2 separate regions of the Mus musculus genome follow, and region 1 is linked to region 2. A link is a contact called in public Hi-C data. All regions are on one chromosome and are shown on one strand. Each heading gives the region's core, a stretch centred on a gene start, on an enhancer-like site or on the middle of the called end of the contact. The rest is flanking DNA. Distances are from core to core; before and after follow the strand shown.

The links. Hi-C and Micro-C count contacts between places; a contact is called where the count stands out from the background.
Region 1: a contact with region 2 is called in a Hi-C map of pancreatic cancer cells, with 2.3 times the contacts expected there. The contact joins two enhancer-like sites. A contact is called at or near these places in 1 of 15 datasets of contacts at CTCF or cohesin (the NIH/3T3 cell line), 8 of 484 Hi-C or Micro-C datasets (CD8 T cells, the MNK3 cell line, Th1 cells and 4 more), 2 of 115 datasets of contacts at active chromatin or transcription factors (embryonic stem cells and pancreatic cancer cells) and 2 of 9 other capture datasets (adipose tissue and liver).

The regions. Positions count from the first base shown.
Region 1 is chr3:132,870,178-132,872,877 of GRCm38.p6, reverse strand. All of the region lies in intron 1 of Gm29811 (predicted gene, 29811), which reads left to right. Among named protein-coding and RNA genes, the nearest start is that of Gm29811, 7.1 kb to the left of the region's middle. Within about 2 kb of position 1,262, at least 114 of the 459 cell types and tissues checked have an H3K27ac peak or open chromatin away from gene starts, as enhancers often do. A contact at or near this core is called in CD8 T cells, the MNK3 cell line, the NIH/3T3 cell line and 2 more, where this site is marked.
Region 2 is chr3:132,790,050-132,792,749 of GRCm38.p6, reverse strand. All of the region lies in intron 23 of Tbck (TBC1 domain containing kinase), which reads right to left. Among named protein-coding and RNA genes, the nearest start is that of Gm30294, 14 kb to the right of the region's middle. Within about 2 kb of position 1,444, at least 39 of the 459 cell types and tissues checked have an H3K27ac peak or open chromatin away from gene starts, as enhancers often do. A contact at or near this core is called in CD8 T cells, the MNK3 cell line, the NIH/3T3 cell line and 2 more, where this site is marked.

The DNA.
Region 1 (2,700 bases), core at 13-2,512, 80 kb before region 2:
GTGTGTGTGTGTGTGTAAGCCGGGGGACAATCTCAGGTATCCTTCTACAAGAACTGTCCACCTTGCTTTTAGAAGTAGGGTTTCTCACGGGCCTGGAACTCTCCAAGTAGCTAGGATGGCTGGTCTGCTTCCTGGCACTGGCATTATAAGCATATGTCACCATGTTTGGAAACATAGTACTTCCTGCCATCCTTACATTATCCCCAAATCTTCTCTTCTTAACGATTTTCTCCCCACTCTAAAAGATTTTTAAATTTTTTCCTTTTATAACAAATGAGCTTTTTTAAAAAATTAAATTGATTTTTTTTAATTTTATGTTCATTTGTGTTTTGCTTGTATGTCTGTATGAGGGTGTCTTGAAACAGGAGTTACAGACAGCTGTGAGCATCCATGCACATGGTTGCTAGGAATTGAACCCTGATCCTCTGGAAGAGCAGCTGGTGATCTTAACCACTGAACCATCTTTCTAGTCCCTCTAGCCTTTCTCATTTGCCTCTAGGTTCTTTCTTTTCATATAAGTTCTCCTTACATGTGTAGAAATGGAAGTTTTTAGGTGGAGTTCAAACTGGTAATTCCCTTTGCCTGGGCTCCCATCGACCTGCGAATTTAGCAAGTTCTATCTTTTCTAGGGATCTGGCTACATTCCCTGCTTGCCTTTTCTCTGCCCCTATAAGGATAGACTGGTGAATACTAATGTTTCTGCCCGTACTCGTGGCCCATGATTCCCTGTCAAGCAAGACTGATGGAGCCTCTTCTCCCAGGCCTCCCTGAAGTCTCCACATGGTTCAGTTGTTTTCCAAACTCCTAAGGCCCCAGTAAAGACTGCCCAGAGAAGAGGACAGTCTTGGTGTCTAGAATTGCTTAGCAGTTCTGGTCAAGAATATCTCTGAGGAGGAAGCCATTGTGGTCACAAATGCAAGCAGCATTCTTAAATCCCTGGTGGAACTGATGTGTTAGGCTCTGCTGTGGTCTTTTTCAGTTTACTCTTTATTCAGAGGAGAGGAGATGCAATTCACTAAGATCCCCGATTGCCCAATAGTGCTGTTCTGCCTGGTCCTACGGTCTCCTGTCTCTCACAGTGGACCTGGTGTAATGGAGGAGGAGTTTTGTAGCAGCACTAGTGACTTCATAGGACCTGGTCAGGAAGGCAGACAAAAAAGCCGGATGTCCTGTGAAAAGAGGGCACTCGGGATGTGGGCCACCAAACCAAGGTTAGTTCTTCCTGCTTCCAGCCAAATTGCAGAAACCCAGGCCAAAGGAGCTCTGGGCAGGAAGCCAGGCCTGGGTCACCTACTAACACCGTGGCTGGTGAGTACCCAGGGCACAGAAACTGAACCGAGGTTGACATTTTCAGTGACTCACACAGATGGAAAGGGTGAGCTGGCAGTGACCTGAGAGAATCTGAGCTGACTCATCGGTGGTTGCTGTGGGCTCCGGGGTCTTGGAGGAGGCTCCAGGGAGAGAATCTATCTCTGTGAGTGAAATCAAGAGTCACTGCTCTGACAAAAAGACTCCCTTGAGGTGACCGCATTCTGCACTGGAACTCAAAGACTCCACTAAAGGGAAAGGCGTGGCCTGCTTGATGAGGAGAGAAGTGTAGACAGTGGACTTCATATTGGGCCTGACATCCCTACAGAGTCTGAAACACCCCATGCCATCCAAATCGAGGATTCATCCGAGTGCCCCAGCAACCTCTTGTTCCACTCAGATGTGGGCTGGGCTCAGTCCATTTAAGATTTGGGGGCATACAGAGGGGTCGGCCAGCAAGTGTTCATTGTTCCTCCCAGGCAATGGGAGCAAGCAGGAGGCTTCAACGATGCCTCTATCGACTCTCAACAATGGTAGAATCCCTGGCCATAGCAAAGCCAACACCATAAGAACTGCAAATGAATCAGACCTCCATTTGGGTTGTCTGCAGGCCCCGTGCCTTCTCTTGTAGGGGCCCTGTCTGGGAAGTTAAGTTACAGGACTTTAAACCTCTAGAGTTTCATTCTCATCACATCACGTACCTAGTAGATCAGAATCCCAAGCATCCTTATCGGCCTTTGCAGCCCAGGAATTCAAAGCTATAGTACCTGGCCACTGATGTGCCTTCTTTCTGTTTAGATTCGTACTTACTGTAATCTACAGGGTTTAATGCAGATCAGTTTGAGGAGTAATGTGTTCTTAGCACAGAACTAGAAAGTCTTTCCTCTTATTATTAACATTGTGCTCGTCGGAGGTTTAGATTGTCTAGTGTTAACATATTGGTAGTGAATACATGTGTATATATCCAAACATTTACATTCCAGTTCCAGACTCAAAGCACATAGCTCTTCAAATGACTGACACCAGGAGGCAGAGATCATGTATGTGATGGCTAGAGCTTACCTGACCAGACCACGGGACAATGGATATTAACCCCTAAGGCTAGACTATGCATAAATCACAGTTGTATAAGGAGCAAGGTGAATGGACCATTCTGCCATCACCCACCGAGCTACCCTCAGTCCAGTAAGGCTTTGGAGATTCTCCAGGGCAGAAAGCGGAATGTGAACAGAAACAACCTTACATGGCACATTCGTGGAAAAGAAGCCTATTTAGGGAACAGATACCAGACAAAGAAATCCATTGGTGGTCATGAGACCATGACTACCGACCTTTGAAGTAAGAGAACCTTGGAATAAATAGCTGTGAGTCAAAAGGCATGGGGAATCCAAA
Region 2 (2,700 bases), core at 195-2,694:
GGTGTTATTAGAAACTATAGCATTGCTCTTCTTGTACTGAGGGACCAAGGGATAGTTCTCTCCATATTCTGCATCATCAACACTACAAATACAACTGCAAGCACTGGTGCCACCAGGGCTCAAGTATGTATTGCTAATGGACATGTCACTTTGCTTATGTCCACTGAAAACCTATGACAATTTTGGGATCATTGCATTCTAGACACTTGACACCAAAGCTGAAGAAACTGAGAGATGTGCTAGTGAGCTGCCTATAACTGAACCCGATGCACCTACCAACTGATAGATCCATACAAACAAAACCTTTCGTACAAAAGCTACTTCATAAAATAGTCAGAGTAAGTAAATATTACACCAAATATGTAGACATCAGTTCGAGGAGAGAGCATCAGAGGAAGCCTAATGCCCTTAACGAAAACAATCTTTCAGAAAAAGATCTCAGAGAAAAAGCTAAGGATGCCTGAAAAAAAATGTAAAGCAATGATTTGAACTTAGTGACATACAAAGCAAAACACATGAATGATACAAAGAAATGAGAAAAACAATTCAAGGTACAAGTGAGAAATTCACCAAAGACACAGAATCTGTACAACAAACAAACAAAAAACAAAGACTGATCTTCGAACTAAAACCCTGAAAAAAAAAAAAAAAGTAATAGCTTCCACAAAAGACTACAACAAGTGGAAGGGTTTCTGATGTGGAGGACACGCCTTCCGAGTTAACCTCAGGCATAGCAGTAGTTAGATAGGAAAAGGAGGGAGAATGAAAAGAACAGAGAACTTATGGACTTTATGGAATACTACCAAATGGACAACTTTCACACTACAGGAATCCCAGCAGATGAAAAGGGAGTGTATTGAGAACAATCTCAGTGATTTTTCACAGCTCCAACTATATGGATGACTATGTATAAAAAATCCAAAGGACCGCCTGCAAGCTACCAACATGGAGCTTTAACCAAGTGTTTTCCTCTTTCCTGCTGTCACATGTGAATGTGGTCCCATGTGTGACGTCAGAGGATAAGTGCAGGCAGTGGTCTTCACCTTCCATCTTGTTTCAGACAGGGTCTCTTAATTTTCACTGTTGTGTACCAGGCCTGCTGGCTAATGAGTCTCTGGGGTTCTCCTGTCTCTGCCTCCTATTCCTCCATGTATACATCTTTTACCAGCAGCAATAGGACACATTTTTTTTTTCATCCAACAGCAGTAGGACACATGTTTTCCCTCTCTTATCAATGCACGGAACAATCTTTAGGGCACATCATCAAATGTGGTGGCTAGTACAAACATCAAATAGACATCTAAGTGATTAGTAGACCACATTTCTGGGTGTGCTTGAAAGGAATTTCCACGGAAAGTTTGCTTATGAAGGTACTGACATAGTGTAGCGATTGGTTGATGATTCATAATATGATGGTATTAGGATGTGGTTACGTCAGGAGGTTGGGCCCAGTTAGAGGAAGTGTGTCACTGTGTTAATGAGGACAATAAATTGTCCTGCTCTTTTCTACAGTCCCTCTCTTTTCTTTTATCCAGCCATGAGTAAACAGATCCCTTAGTATACACTCCTACTGTCATTATATTCTGCTCAAGCTTATGGGTCCAGAAATCAATAAAGCCAGGACCCAAATAAATAGTTCTACCCTTAAGATGTTCTGTCAGGCAATATATATAAAAACACAGACTTTTTTTTTTTTTCAAAAGACAGGGTTTCTTTTTGTAGCCCTGGGTATACTGGAACTTACTCTGTAGACCCAGTAGGCCTCCAACTCACAGAGATGTACCTGTCTCTGTCTCCTGAGTGCTGGGATTAAAAGTGTATGCCACCACTGCCTAGCTAAGTTTTAATAAACTTTTAAAAACAGAAATTATGGGAAATTTTAGAGATGCCTCAATGGTTAAGAGCACTGACTGCTCTTCCAGAGGTCCTGAGTTCAATTCACAACAAACACATAGTGGCTCACAACCATCTGTAATGGGATCTGATGTGTGTCTGAAGACAGCTACAGTGTACTCATATAAATAAAATAAATACATCTTTAAACCAAACCAAACCAAACCAAACTGAAACCGTGACATTTTCTCATAATGGGAGAGAAGCACAGAGTGGCCACAGTAGAAAGTATGCACATAGATGGGAATTCAGTAACACGCTCCTAAAAGTCCAGTGGCTAACTGGAGAAGTTAAAAAAGAAATACAAAATGCTATAAGAATGAAAATGACCCTAACATACCAGAGTCTATGAAGTCTGGGTAAAGAAGCACATTACAGAGAAGCATGCAGTAGTACATGGGCAAATCAAAGGCGCTACCCCACAGACTCCGCAGCACACTAACAATCTGGAGTGAGAGCAAAGAAAATCCAAACGAGAGAAAAGACTGACAACCAGAATGGAAATTTTAAAAACTACAATCAATCAAAGCAGCTTCTTGTTGTTTATAAGACAGGCTTTGCCTTTGCAGCCCAGGTGACCTAGATCTCCCTGTCTGTCTCCACAGTGGGGAGATGACAGACATGGGCCACCATGTTCTGTGACCAGCATGCTGAGTGATGGAGCTGTGGGTTTTGAAAAGGTAAATGAGAACGACTAAATGTTCTGCTCTAACAAGGAAGATGGAGAAGACTCAAAGTCAGAGATGAAACAAGGTTTCTCACAGCACAGAAATGCAAAGGACCATGAGAGACCCATATTAGATACTA